3 separate regions of the Mus musculus genome follow, and regions 2 and 3 are each linked to region 1. Evidence: chromatin contacts called from public promoter capture Hi-C data. All regions are on one chromosome and are shown on one strand. The core of a region is the stretch at or near the end of the contact, and the rest is flanking DNA. Distances in the headings are between cores, read along the strand shown.

The links. Promoter capture Hi-C pulls out the DNA fragments that hold promoters and counts their contacts.
Region 2: a promoter capture Hi-C map of cranial neural crest shows a contact between it and region 1. The contact joins the promoter of Ptpn11 here to the promoter of Fbrsl1 in region 1.
Region 3: a contact with region 1 is called in a promoter capture Hi-C map of pre-B cells. The contact joins the promoter of Hnrnpdl here to the promoter of Fbrsl1 in region 1.

The regions. Positions count from the first base shown.
Region 1 is chr5:110,445,997-110,450,992 of GRCm38.p6, forward strand. Fbrsl1 (fibrosin-like 1) reads right to left here and starts at 2,507. Exons shown (of 19, transcript NM_001142642.1): 1 at 1,884-2,507. The coding sequence starts at 2,171.
Region 2 is chr5:121,188,724-121,193,719 of GRCm38.p6, forward strand. It overlaps Ptpn11 (protein tyrosine phosphatase, non-receptor type 11), which reads right to left and starts at 2,674. Exons shown (of 16, transcript NM_001109992.1): 1 at 2,479-2,674. The coding sequence starts at 2,492.
Region 3 is chr5:100,036,719-100,041,714 of GRCm38.p6, forward strand. Hnrnpdl (heterogeneous nuclear ribonucleoprotein D-like) reads right to left here and starts at 2,504. Exons shown (of 8, transcript NM_016690.4): 1 at 2,002-2,504; 2 at 1,095-1,263; 3 at 850-1,011; 4 at 367-498; 5 at 144-258. The coding sequence starts at 2,444. Enoph1 (enolase-phosphatase 1) reads left to right here and starts at 3,276. Exons shown (of 6, transcript NM_026421.3): 1 at 3,276-3,584. The coding sequence starts at 3,501.

The sequences.
Region 1 (4,996 bases), core at 1,257-3,756:
CTGAAAGGATAAATAAATTCACATCTGTAAAGAGACTGGCAGAGTGAACTCGTCATCACTGATACGATGAGATTATAAACTACTTGATCTCAGGGAGAAAATCCACTACAGTTTACCAGTAAATGATACCCAGCAAAACTCTTCTAGACATGATCTAGATCTGTCCAGAAACCAAGTACTTTCCAAGGCCAAACTCAGGTGAGGCTGCTCATGAAGATACCAAATTTTTATATAGGTGTAAGGAGGGGCAGGGTAATCTCTCAGAACCTGGATAAGCTGGTGAGACTGTACAAGTCAACCCTCTAGATGTGGCCTAGAAGAGGTGGGGAAAGGCCAGAGAATACAACTGGATACAACACAAGCTGACCATTTAGATACAAATGGGCTGGTCTAACAACAGTGTGATGTGACCTTAAGGCAGTAGCTCTGGACTTCCTGAAAGGCCTTTCCTCTCTTCACAAGTATTCACTCCTTAATATGTTGAGTCTTGATTGTTTCCTTCTGGGTACTGGGAACCCGCAGGCTCAATCCTCGCATTGACAAGTGTGAGGGGCAGAAGCCCAGGAATACCAGTCAAGTCTCCACAGTGTGGAAGAAGGTGAGACCAAAAACTGTGTCACAGGACCAAGCAGTACACAGGTACACAGAACACCTAAGGTGAGGCTGTAAAGCCTGAGACCCAAAAGAGGCCAAAAAAAGAAATGTGGAGAAGGCTAAACAGATGTGGAGGCTCTTTTGAGTTCTTTTTGGGCCTAGCAGACACAGGTGTGGCAAGGTAGGAAATGAGATTGCAGATCTGGAACTTCTGGTACCATGGCTGCAAAGTAGGGGCTTTAGCATACTGTCTGGCTGTGTCATTATCATCACTAAGGCAGAAACCCCGAAGCCTTCGTGTCTTCTTAGCACATCAGCACCAGACACAATACAACACACCCCACAAAATCATCTTAGTTTAGGATCTTTGGCTTGGGCCTATAACTCATCTCATATTCCCCAGAAGACACAAGGGCTGAACACAAAGTGGGACTCGGCCCTGCATGCGAATCAAACAAACCCATCTCAGGGCTACTCATAGTGGCCATCACCAACTGACCCTCAGCTCTACAGACCCGGCAGACCCCAGGGTTAGAATATGAACTTGGGGAAAACTCCATTTAGATATCCAATGACCAATTCCCCTTTCTCAAGCTTGGCCTGAAACTGGGAAATCGCAGGTATCAGTCAGGGCAAGAGTGAATAGGGTCGCAGTAATCCCTGCGACCACAGCCCAGCAGATGAGATGTGGTCCCCAAAGTTTTCACCCAGACAGAGATCTCTGCATTGCTAGGGGTTTGAAGGTTCTGCTAGTGCCCTGAAGGCCTGACCAGCATTTTCAACCACTTGAGTTCCAGAGACACAGTGACTACTCACTCACTCACTGACCATTTCTCTCACTTCCTTCTCTTCTACTAACCTGAGTTCAGGTCGGAAGGACACTTTGCTCAGCAAATACTGTGCACGACAACTCAGTCAAACACGTAGTATTCTTAGCAAATCTATTACCTATACCCATGCAATGATCACCAAGAAGGGTTTGCCAGTTGACTCCCGGTTCCCTCCAAAGAACCCTTAAGAGATCATAGGACAGGAAGAATCCCAAGTGTCCATTTTATCGTCGCTGCCTCCCCGAGGCCCAACAATGTCCAAATCCCCAGCTGGTCCCGGACGCAGCGATAACTTGGCAACAAGTAACGATCGCTGCAAAGCCCGCTTAGGTGGCGTGGTTTAAGTCCTCCCACACACCCCTCACTCCAGGTCCTCTTCCTGGCAAGGTTGCAGCGCGGGGCCAGGAGGCATACGTATGCGTTTCCTTGGTCCCGGGTCTGGCCTTCCAGCCCACCTACCTCCAGGGCCTCCAGGGTGCTGAAGCTGGCTATAGCGAAGCCGTCAATAACCTCCTCCTCCTGCGAGCTGGACTCGCGGCGACGGCGCCGCGGGGGGCGCGCAGCGCGCAGAGGCGTAGGGCGCTGAGGCGGCGCGCCGTGGAGTCCCGCGTTCTCCTTGCCAGGACTGGGCTCTGGCTCCTCACCCGACGACGGGCTCTGGGCGCGGGCGTCCCGGGCGGCTTCCCGACGCCGGCCGCGATCTCGCTGCGCGCGCGAACGCCGGCTTGGCCGGACCTTGGCCTCCATGGCGGCGCCGCGGCGGTGACCTTGGCGCCCCGCACCGCCTGCTACGCCGTGCCGCCGGGCTGCGAGGGCGCCGCGCGGGCTCGGGGCCGGGGCGGGCTCGGGACCGGGGCGGGCATGCCGGGCGCGGGCTCTCAGCACCGGACGCCGCGCGGGCTAGGACCCCGGGTCCCGCGCATCGGAGTGCGGCGGTCTCTCGGCGACCCTAGACCAGGTCCCCAGGGACACGGCCCATGGCGACCGGCGGGCAGCGGCAGAAGGCGGCGGGTGGCGGAGCTTCTGAGCACCGGGACCGTGAGGCAGACACAGTAGTGGCAGCGACCAGAGCGGATAACAACTGACGCACTTCCGCCGGGCCGGAGTGCCAGAGGAAGCGGGCGCAGCTGGGGGAGGCTGACCCGTCGACTCCGCCCCACCCTGGCCCCGCCCTGACCCCGCCCTTCCGGACTAAATGGCTCTGCGCTGAGCGGGCCCTCGCCCTTTCACGTTAAGCCCCGCCCCCGAAAGGGGGGAAGCTTTCCCTTTGCTCCGCCCCTGCAACAGGCCACACCCGTTTGCGCACAGCTCTTTAGAATTCCGACCCCCCGACCCTGTCAGATCACGCCCCATTCTTCCCGGCTCCACCTCTCTTGTCTACGCTTTCTCAGTTCCTTAAGCCCCGCCCTTGCCTTCCGGTCCTGCTCACCTGTGCAGGTCGCTGAGCCTAGTCATGGTCAGATCCCTCCTACTTCATGCCTCGCCTTGTTGACCACGCCTACTAGGCAATTAGTGCTCGCCTACAAGTACTGCCCAGCCACCTACAGCGAGTTTGTGGCGATCAGCGCCTCCCCTTCCGCCCTTCCCGTAGGAGGTGATGGGTCTATGCACCTACAGTAGCTTGGGGCAAACTGAGTGGAAGCACGTGAGAGAGAGTAGGTAGGTTGGTGCTGGGGGCTCACTGTGCTGAAGTCCTAGAGGCAGCGCGTACGTCATCGTCCACCTGCAAGCCCTCAAGCCCAGTTTCACTCTGGTCCCCATGCAAAATTAGGTAGCGCCCTGAAAACCAAACCCTCCAGTCTCAAGTAGTCTTTCCTTAGAGACCTGCCTACACTAGTCCAAGGACTTGGGGACCGCCGATAGGAAGTACAAAACTAGACAAAACCGTGAGTTTCCTCAGCAACTTCCCCAGTTGGGATGCCCTGGAGCTGGGCACGAAGTCTCAGCAATTCCTCCAGTGAGAACATTTGACATGAAGAGAAGGGAGGTGTCACAGCTTGGGCATTGGGCACTGAGTGAAAAGTGACATTGAGCCATGCCTACATCTGGGCAGCAGAGGCCCTGAAAGGAAGCAGACACGACTGAAGAATGCCCCTGGACAGGACCTCAAGTGCACATTTTCTGGCTCCTGAGATGGCCACAGGCTCTCTGCCAAGACGTCCCTTGGGGCATCTGGGAACGTGGCCTATCATCCACAAGTGTGCTCTTTCACTTAACAACACGGGGACCAACACACCTGCCAGCCTACCTGCCAGCCTTCCCTCTTCTTCCCATTCCAGATTTTATTACAAAACTACTCAGAGCTAGCATCTAACTAGCTAAAGAACCCTGTTGGAAAGACGCAGAACCAAGGCAGCTCCTCATTCCTGCTAACTGTTCTCTTTTAGACACCTCCTCCTGAGACCACCCCACTCCCAGCTTGTGGGGAGTTTCACTCTAGGTCAACCCTTTTCCACTCCAAGAACAACGACTGAGACCCGATTTTTGAAGTTTTCAACAGAAATAAAAGGTATCCTTGCTTACCAGTTATCTTAGTCAGGGTTTCTATTCCTGAACAAACATCATGACCAAGAAGCAAGTTGGGGAGGAAAGGGTTTATTCAGCTTACACTTAAATCACCAAAGGAAGTCAGGACTGGAACTCAAGCGGGTCAGAAAGCAGGAGCTGATGCAGAAGCCATGGAGGGATGTTCTTTACTGGCTTGCTCAGGCTTGCTCAGCCTGCTCTCTTATAGAACTCAAGACTACCAGTCCAGGGATGGTCCCACCCACAAGGGGCCTTTCCCTCTTGATCACTAATTGAGAAAGTGCCTTACAGTTGGATCTCATGGAGGCATTTCCCCAACTGAAGCTCCTTTCTCTGTGATAACCCCAGCTGTGTCAAGTTGACACAAAACTAGCCAGTATACCAGCTCTCCCTTGTTCTCAAATGCATTGCCTCAGTGAAAGGCAGGGGCTCCAGAGACCAGGTTAGGTCCAGGACCTTTCTTTCTGGGTTTCTTCCCAATTTCCTTACCTCTCCTGGGATTAAAAACTCTGTTAATTCATTTCCAACTTAGAGACTAGTCATGGCCTCCCTGGAGGAATGGGACTCTAGCTCAGTTGTTCCCTAGAGGAGGCTATGGAAAGACATCTGTACTGATTCTCTCCCACAGGACACAGGGAGGGAGGGAGGGAGGCCTAAGAGGGGCTGGAACACGCTTCATTTGCCTAAGCTGTAAACTGGGCTCATTTGCTTCCATGTAGAGGGCCATTTTTGATGACCCAAGTGTTCACTCAGGTTGGCAAGGACTTGCTAAAGTTTCTGATGCAATTTATACTTGTTTCTTTTTTTTTTTTTTTTTTGGTTTTCCAAGACAGGGTGTCTCTGTATAGCTCTGGCTGTCCTGGAACACACTCCGTAGACCAGGCTGGCCTTGAACTCAGAAATCTGCCTGCCTCTGCCTCCCAAGTGCTGGGATTAAAGGCATGCGCCACCATTGCCTGATTTATACTAGTTTCTTAGTGGAAATGATAATCCTATCTACCTGTAGGTGGAAACCCCACCAACATAGGGACTCTCCAAAACAAACA
Region 2 (4,996 bases), core at 1,424-3,923, about 11 Mb after region 1:
GCAACTTAAAACCACCCGTAACTACAAGTCCAAGGGATCTGACACACTCCTCTGAACACTGCAGACACACACACACACACACAAATTAAACAAAAAAAAAATTTTCTTTAAAAAAAAAAAAAAGAACTAAGACCATTTGGAACTGACATGAAGATACAGAAATATCCATGGAAGAAAACCGAGTCAAGAAACAAACTCACAATAAGGACAAGTGTTCTTCAACAATGGGGCAGACTCTACCTGTGGAGAGGCTCCCCAGCAGTGTTGCTGGGACAATGGACGGCCACTCGGAATAGAAAGCAGGTACCCACACAATAATCAATCACCAGCCCCAGAGGGAATGAGGCAGGCACACGCTGCCTACGCCTACAAGATACCCATACAAGTAAAATCAGAATAAATCTTTATCAAACAAGGAAATCAGGACTCAAAGCTATGGACAAGCTGTATGCAGCTCTCTGGGAGTAAAACTGGAAAGTAAGCAGTGACAGCCCCTTTGCAAACAGGCTGCAAGTGCCTGCCCACAGTAGATCCAACCGTTCAGCTTGCAGAGAGCTACAGCAGAGAGGTGAGGCCACGCTGACGCCTCTGCAGCAGCAGTCACAGAACCATATGTGAGTGACAAACTCTAGAGACAGCCAAAGGTCCTCAGAAGAATAAGCAGCCCTACAATGGCATGCTGTTCAAACAGCAGCAGCGAGCAATGAACTCTCAGACAATCCGGAACAAGTCCGCTAAGCCGGGGTGTGGCAGCACGTGGTACCTAGTCTGACAGCCTGAGTTAAATCCCTGGAACCTGAATGGTAGAGAGAGAGAGCCAATGTCTACATGTTGTCTTCCGACCTACAAATGCCTACCATGACATGGGCCCACACACAATGAAGAAATACATGTTTAAAAAAAAAAAATGAGCTGATGAGATGGCTCAGTGGGTAGGAGCACCCGACTGCTCTTCCGACAGTCCGGAGTTCAAATCCCAGCAACCACATGGTGGCTCACAACCATCCATAATGAGATCTGACTCCCTCTTCTGGAGTGTCTGAAGACAGCTACAGTGTACTTACATATAATAAATAAATAAATAAATAAATCTTTAAAAAAAACTTTCAATAATAAAAATCAGGACTCTCCCCGCCCCCAACGCAAAAAAAAACAAACAAACAAAAAAAAAAAAAAAAACAAAAAACAAAAAAAAAAAACAGCTCATATTTGTGTAATGCCATTAATCTAAAATCCTAAGAAAGGTAGCAACAGAACCGTGGTCGGAGGGAAAGCAGAGGACTGGTAAGACCAAGCTGAGGGAAACCTCACCAGGAGTCGTGGATATGTTCATTATCTTGACTGCTGTAATGGTCTCAAGTATACGCATAAGTCAAGGTTTAATCAAACTGTCCGCCGAATCAGGTGCAACTTATCTCAATAAAAATGTTGGTTTTTTTGTTTTGTTTTGTTTTGTTTTTTGTTTTTGTTTTTCGAGACAGGGTTTCTCTATGTAGCCCTGGCTGTCCTGGAACTCGCTTTGTAGACCAGGCTGGCCTCGAACTCAGAAATCTGCCTGCCTCTGCCTCCCAAGTGCTGGGATTAAAGGCGTGCGCCACCACGTCGGGCTTAAAGCTGATTTTAAAACTAAACAAGTCCTTATAGTGTGATCCGGCCTGTAACCCCAGCGCTAAAGGGGTTGAGATAAAGGGGAAATGTACACTGGATGCTAACCTGGGCAACACAGTGAGAGACTTGCACCTCTTACCAGGTAACATGCCACAATGTACTTCATCCTGAAAACTCAATTTGGTCATGTTTAGGAAAGGGATTCCACCACCCACCTCGTACCACTGCGGTACGCGTTAAGCTGGCTTCTAGTAAGAGCAAAGTCAATGTCACTAATGGAGTCTCGTTACCCTGAAGTGGAAACTCACTCATTCGCCTCCAATCTAAGCTTCAAATCCTGTCCTGTGACGAGCACGTTATTCCCGAGCCTCAGTTTCCACATTCGTCAAACAGAGGGGACAATCCCACGGCCAGATACGGTTCCCTTTCCTCCCACCTTTCAAAGCAAAGATCACAGTGGGGAGGGAACACTCCCAGCCGCTGCAGAGAGCTTCAGTTTTCCCACTTCTGGCACTTGGGGGCGAGGGCGAAGACGCAAAAAGGGGGCACCTGAAAGGGTCCTGTGTGAAGGCCCCGCGGTGGCCCGGGCGCCTCCCCGAGCGCGCGGGGTTATTTCGGAATCCCCAGGAGGCGACGCTCATGAGGCAATGGGTCAGGAATGCGGCGGCCGGCCGGGGCCGCGGGTGTCCCCACGGGCATCCCGGGCCGCGGGAGCAGGAACTCGGGGCGGCAGGAAATGAATGGGGACCCGCGGGCGGGGCGGCGGGGAAGCCAAGCCGACGGGGAGTCCCCGGTGTGACCCCCGGCGGCCCGCGCAGTCCAGAGGCAGCGGGGACCCAGGCCGCGGCCCGGCCCCTGCGGGCGGCTCACCTCCGCGATGTCATGTTCCTCCCGTCTCCGGCTCCGCACGGACCCGCTGCTCGCTCAGGCTCCGCGGGGTACCGTCACATGGAGGGGGCCCGAGCGAGGCCCCGCTCCGGAGCCGACACGGGTGCGGGCAGAGCCGGCCGGCCGCGCGCGCACAACCCCCTGCCAGGCCTGGATCCCGGACACTGCGCGGCCGCCCCGCCGCCCGGCTCGCTCCGCCCTCGCCCGCGCCCCCGCCCCTGGCCGCCGGCGCCTGCGTGACGTCATCGCGCGCCGCCGCCACGGCCACTATCTGCTTCCGGTTTGCGGGGCCCTGAGCAGTGCTAGGGAGTTTGGTGTGGGATTCCTCCTCTGAATCGGTGCGGCTACACCCGTGAACGCCTGGACGATTCTTCTAAACGGGGACGTCGCACATAGGTGCGAGGACACAATACACAATATGCATCCAGGGCGGCTGCACACGGGAAAAGAAGCAAACAAATAAGGGAGGGGGAACACGAGTTCGATTCCCAACACCTACCTGTATGGGGCAGCCCACAACCTTCTGTAAATTTGGTTCTACCGGATCCGCCGTTCTCTTCTTGTGGCTCCTCGGGCACTGCACTCACGGGCACATATCCATACACATAATGTTTTATGATTTACTCCTTTTGCCCGGCAAGGTGGCGTACGCCTTTAATTCCAGCACTAGGTAGGCAATAGCAAGTGGATCACTGTGAAATCGAGGCCAGCCTGGTCTGTATAGTGAGTTCCAGGACATCTAAGTAGGGAGACCCTGTCAAAAAGAAATATATATTACTTTTTTTTTTTTTTTTTTTGGTTTTATGAGACGGTTTCTCTGTGTAGCCCTGGCTGTCCTGGAACTCACTCTGTAGACCAGGCTGGCCTCAAACTCAGAAATCTGCCTGCCTCTGCCTCCCGAGTGCTAGGATTAAAGGCATGCGCCACCACGCCCGGCTAGAAATATATATGTATATATATATATATTACTTTGTATTTTTTAATGTTTAGTGTATTAGTGGTTGCCTTGCATGTAAGTATGTGTGTAACTGCATGAGTGCCTAGAGCCCAAGATCTGAAAAGAACAACAGTTCCTGGAACTGGAGTTACAGGCAGTTGTAAGCTGTCATGTGGGTGCTGGAAACAAAACTTAAGACCTCTGAAAAAGCACTCAGTATTCTTAACTGCTGAGCCATCTCACCAGCCTCTCCCGTTGAATATTTTTTGTTTTGTTTGTTTATGAGAAAAGAGACAACCTATGTACCACGGCCATACTTTTACAACTTGAACTAAAATTAACACAAATGTTTTTTGCAGTTTCACCCATACCGGGATTAGCAATCCTAACAAGTGATCCTTTTTCTAAATTAAGAAATCTGACCTTTTCACTTCAAAGAAACACTTCATAACTTCTCCTTCCAAATGTCCAAATTGTTAGTACCAGTACGCTGCTACGGGGGTTGGGGAGGGGGACTTTGTTAGATGAATGTGGCTTTCTTGAACAGCTCCATCTTAATGAAGTGTAAAGTTATGAAACTGATGAACTAGAAGCTACATAGATGGATCAGCAGATAAGAGAGTTAGCTGCCCAAAAGTCAGGCAGTGGTAGTGCATGCCTTTAATCCCAGCACTTGGGAGGCAGAAGCAAGTGGATCTCTGAGTTCGAGGCCAGCCTGGTCTACAGAGTGAGTTCCAGGACAGTCAGGGCTATACAGAGAAACCCTGTCTCAGAGAGAGAGAGAGAGAGAGATTGAGAGAGAGAGAGAGAAATAGTTGCTCCTCAGAGGACTAGGTTTCAATTCCCAGCACCAACCTGGCTACTTATAACTAACTATCTTATCTCCAGCTCCAAAGGACCAGACACCCTCTTCTAGCCCAGTGAGCACCTGCATGCACCCACACACAGATTTTTTAAATTAAATTGGTGAACTATTTCTGAAACTTTCCAATTTCATGGCTTCAGACTGCAGTTGGCTGTGGATAACAGGGAAGGCAAAACTCTGGAAAGCAAAAGGAACTAACAACATGATCATTTTTTATTATTTTATTTTGTTTTTTCCAGCCAGAGTCTTACTATGTAGTTCTGGCTGGCCCTGGAACTCACTAAATAGACCAGGCTGGCCTCAAACTCAGAGGTCCACCTGCCTCTGCCTCCTGAGTGCTGGGATTAAAGGTGTTGGCTATCATGCCTGGCTATGACCATTTCTTTAATTTCATTTATTATTATTACTGGGAGGAGGGGCATGGAGCAAGTACATGCCTCAGAATGTGTGTGTGGAAGTCAGGGAACACCTTTAGAGTCAGTCCCAGGGATCTAACTCAGGTCAACAGTCCTGTACTGATAACACCTTGACCTATTGCGGTATCTTGTTGCCCTCATATGACCATTTTAAGTTTTAGATAGCATGGGCTTCACTGAAATGTCAGATGAACCCTTGTCTGTAAAAGACCAATATGCAGGGATAATTTAGAAGATATAAATTCAAAAAAAAAAAAAGAAAGAAAGAAAGAAAGAAAGAAA
Region 3 (4,996 bases), core at 1,254-3,753, about 10 Mb before region 1:
CATTCCTGTCCCCTACACTGTGGCTTCAACCCCCCCCCCCCAAGTCAGCTCTTTAGTTTCACTCTAGCTGTGTTTCCCTACAGGTCAGGTCCCTAGCAGCTCACTGCTTCAGTGTACCGCTCACTCGCCCAAGGAGGTCTCACCTCTTCCACGCCCCCTAGCACCTCCTCTTCCGCCGGCTGCAGCCCCTCTGCCTCCTTTCTGTTGTTGCTGCTGCTGCCTGTACACCTCTTTGGGTTGCGCAACTTTGATTTCGCACTGTAAATAAACAGAAAATTTGCAGATGTTCCAAGTTCTGAACATAGAACAAGTTTCTCTTCACACTGACTTCACACACACAATCCTCTAAGTTGTTAAGGGATTTACCTTCCCAGAACCTATTTGATGGTATCTGCTTTCTAACAGTTTCTTTACTGGCTCTTCGTCTGTGTATGTGATAAAACAGAATCCTCTTCTTTCATTTGTTTTTGTATCCATGGGAAGCTCAATATTTTCTATCTGAAATCAGGTGCACAGACAAAACAAACAAACCCACCAGTTAATAAAGATTATATAATGCCACAGGCTCTTCACAAACACCAGACACATCTACTGACCACCATGTTCTAAAAAGTTGTGTTTTATCTTTTTATAGTACCTTACACCCCAGAGGCCACCAATTGGTGAAACACTTTACACCTTTGGGGCTTTGGCTAAGTAAGATTAGATACTGGTTTCCACTACAACATAGAAAGCAGCAGTGAAGACGAAGCAAGAGAATTCAGTCCCATCCGGTGAAATATTAATGAACCCCCCCAGACTTGACCAAACACGAGCACAGACACACATACATACACAAACACAGCCCACCTCTCCAAAGGCTCCAAAATATTCTTTAATTTGTTCTTCTGAAGTATCTGGGCTCAATCCACCCACAAAGACCTTTTTAGGGGGTTCTTTCCCCTTTAAAGCTTTGGCCCTTTTGGGGTCTATCAATTTGCCATCCAGTTTGTGTTCTTTCAGTTCCAAAACCTGGAAGACAAGGCAGTTTGGACTTAAAAGCCTAGAGCAACTTGCAAGCAACGCAGTAGACTCAATGCAAAACACAGCCCTACCTTATCCACACTAGCAGCATCTTTGAAAAGCACAAATCCAAATCCTCTTGATCTTCCCGTGACTGGGTCTGTTTTAATTGTGCAGTCTACCACTTCCCCAAATCGAGACAAATATTCAGTCAGATCTTTCTTGCTTGTATCCCAGCTCAAGCCTCCAATAAACATTTTACTAGAAATAAAGTTATTTAAGAAAAATAAGCTTAACAGTAACTTAGTGATTAAATACAGGGCAACTTACTCTCCAGACGCAATCTGTTTTGACTACAAACACTAACATTAGACCACAAAAATCTTAACCACTTGTTCAAGCCAGCTGGCACGTTGCTTTGTACCACGCGAACTCAAAACTTAGAAAAAAAAAAAAAGCCATTAGAATCTGGTAGATGTCCTGCCCTGCTTGCTTTGGATTGCAGAGCACAACTTTTACACCGATTCCCCCGCAACTTACGTAGACTCTTGCCCACAGCCTTAAAGCCAACTTTGCTACCTAGGAAACTTTTAGTGCCAGTCGTCTACTGGTGCCCCAACCAAAAGTTTCCCAAACCTAACCCAGGAAAATTCGCGAGCGGCCAACACACACAATGAAGAGGCGGCAGCGGCAGCAGCAGCTGCAGCAAGTGGCGCACAGAACCCGGCCCCTCCCCCCTCCCGGGCCCCACGCGGCGCCTGCGCACTCGGGACACCGACGGCGCCTCTCTCCTTCCCCAACCCCTCCTCCCTTCCCCCACCCGCGGCGGGCCTCTCGAGTCACCCCATCTTACTTTCCACTAGTGGGGAAGGCTACTGGGGTCCAGCGGGCACGCGGAGAATCGACTCGGGGAAAGACTGGGGGCAGCGCGCGCGGCTCCGGAGGGACGAAGGGCGCGCGCGGGGCTCTGGGGGAGGGGAGGAGCGGAGCGTGCGGTACCCGTCATCCTGCTGGTTCTTGCTCGCGTTGATCTTGGATCCCTCTGCGAACTCCTCTATGTTGCTGTACTCATTCATGTCCTCCATGGTGGCGGAGCCGTCGGCGAGGGGGTGCTGGCGCGCAGTCCGGGTCCCGGCGGCAGCGGCGGCGGAGCGTTGTATGGAGCTAGATTTAAAATGGCGGCGGAAGAGATCCGGCCGCCGCCTGCGCCCTCCCTTTATAGCCGCCCCGCCCGCCAATCGGGAGGGCTGCTGGGCGGTGACGTGGCGCGGGCTCCGGCGCGCCCCCTGGCGGGAGGCGCTGGAAGCGAGCGAAGGGAGGAGCGGGGCGAGCTGCCGGGGAGCCCGTGGCCGCCAATGGGAGAGGCCGCGGGAGGCTAAAGTAGCGGGAGCGGAGGGGAACAATGGCGGCGGCACATGGGAGAGCCGGGGCGGGACCTCCATCGCCGCGCTCCGGATGAGGAGCGAGGTCGCGCCGCGGGGAGAGTCAGCCGTGCGGGACCGGGAATCGCGAGCGGCGCCGTGGCAGGGCCACAGTCCCTCTTGCCTTGAGAGCCGTTGGCGTCGCGCGTCCAGTTCGGCTCAGTCCCTTGCTGCGCCCTCAGTCCCCTAGTGCAGAGCTGCTGCTGCTGCTGCAGCGGCGGCCACTCCGGCAAAAGGGCGGCGTGCACCCCGCGCCGCTTGCTGAAGCTGCAGCGCGCCCGTCCGCCCGCTCGCTCGCCCGCCCTCCCGGCGCACGCGTGTTTTGTCCTCGCGCCGGCTGCAACCAGCCGAGCAGAAAGCCTGTGCGCGATGACCGCCTCCGTCCTGGCGGGGACGGCTTTTCCGCCGTCGCCTCGGGGCGGTGTCGGCTCAGGGGCCGTGGCTGCAGGATCTCTCTCTGCAGCCCGGGTTCCGTGCGTTCGTTCTCCGAGGCTGGCTGAGGCCGCGGCGGAGGGCGGGGCCTGCTCGGATGACTGAAGCTGTGCCAAGGTGCACGCGGTGGGCGGGGAAGGGGTCAGGTGCCGGGGAAGACAAGGGGCACTCACGTCCCGGGCGCGCCACTCAAGGGACTCCCGTCTGCACGAGCCCCGGGCCTCCCGCGCAGGCTCCAGCAGGCTGCGGAGGGCTGGTGCCCGCGCTCGGGCTCCAGGCTCCAGGCTTGGGTGCTCGCTTCTTTGTTCCCGCCCACGCGAGGCCTATTTTGACCGACGGGTTCGCGGCTCGCCGGCGGCCAATAGGCACGCGCTCCTTGTTTCCTCCACCCCCCCCCTTTGAATCCCGGAGCCCCGCCCCTCCGGCTGCCCACGTGGTCCGGGCCTGCGCGGCTCGCCTGCTCGTCGGGTGTAGTACCCTAGGCGGCTTCCTCTGCAACTGCGGGTCCCAGCTCTGTCTCTGAGCCCCTGGTCGTTCGCTGTCGCCAGCGCCTCGGTTGTTGCTGGGCCCTCGGGAGCTCAAGACGCGCAGGCGGTGTTGCCCTCCTTAACCAAGGCCGAGCCCGTGGTAGCATCCGGCAGGGAAATGGTCGTGGTTTCCGTGCCCGCCGAAGTCACCGTAATCCTGTTAGATATCGAAGGTACCACAACCCCGATTGCTTTCGTGAAGGTGAGGGGCGGAAGGGAGCGGGGAAGTTACTTGTGCCTAAAAGCATCTGAAAGGGAAATTTTAAGTGTTGGAGATTTTGCCTGGGAGGCTCAGGAGAGGCGGTGTGGCTTTATGTCTCTGGAATGGGGAAGAGAAGCTGCGGCGGTTTGCGGGGGTGCTTTTCCTCGCGCCACCATCTTCTCCCCTGTCCTTGCTTTCGGTTAGGTGGAGAAGGATAGGAAGAAGTGGAGATGGTCTCAGCAACGGCTTGGGGAGGGGCAGGTCAGCTGGGAGGAGTTGGGGTGATTGGAGCTCCCACGGCCTGGCAGGTAGGTGTGTCGCCCGGTGGATGAGCGTCCCCCATGTGCTGAAGGTTGCGGCCCGCAGAGGTGGTGGCCTTGACTTAGTGGTCCTTGAGGTTTAGGCCTTCCCAATGCAAAGACTAAAGTGAAAGGATTTCTAGTGGCTCTGGTATCTTGGGCAATAGCAATTGATTTTCGCACCATCTCACTTGCGCTGGTTTTGAGACTATAAGAACACACCTAAAATTCCATTCATTTTTCTTAGAAAGCCATGGTATCTTGAAGCTTTTGAGTATCTGTCGGGTTAACACAGTTTCACAGGCTTAGGACTTGACTTTCTTCCATGTAGTCAATTTATGCACTGATATTTATGATAGAATAGTTGAGGGTAGTATGGAGGGGGGGGAGTTGGAAAACCCATCGTCCAGTAAACTGCAGCCTGCTTTAAGGTCTATTTTGATTGTTTACTTGTTACAATTGTCTGATTTTTCTAGATGTAGGTCATAATGTTTGTACACAACTTTAGGTCTCCAAATATAACAGCTATTTTATTTAAGACAGGCTCTTAAATAACCTCTATAATTCAGGCTGGCCTCGAACTCCCATGTGCCACAAATCCGGCAAATCAATCTATCTTTCTTTCTTTCTTTCTTTCTTTCTTTCTTTCTTTCTTTCTTTCTCTCTTTCTTCCTAAATAAGAATTATGGTGTTTTAGATACATAGCAAAGGTTCTGGAAAAGTCTAGTTGGCCATTTTGCCAAGATTTTAATTACAGTAGAGACCAGTGGAAAAATTCAAGACTGCCTAAATGCTGATAATTGTGTCCACTTTGTTGTTCTTGTTACATAATTAACTGCTTTGTGTGTGGTGATGGGGGGAGGTGATTGTAGGTCACCAGCTCTATTCTCTCTCTGTCTGCTGTCCGCAGGGCACGGGACCTAAATGACAGCCGCGGTCAGGATATGGCCTTAAATATGTACCATTTTTGGAAAGTTGATTTGTTAAATAAGATAAGCTCATATAAGTCAGCATGGAAACTGTAATGTCTCTTCCCTCAGATGCCTGTGAGCCACTTCTTTTTTTTGTTGTTTTGTTTTGTTTTTCGAGACAGGGTTTCTCTGTGTAGCCTTG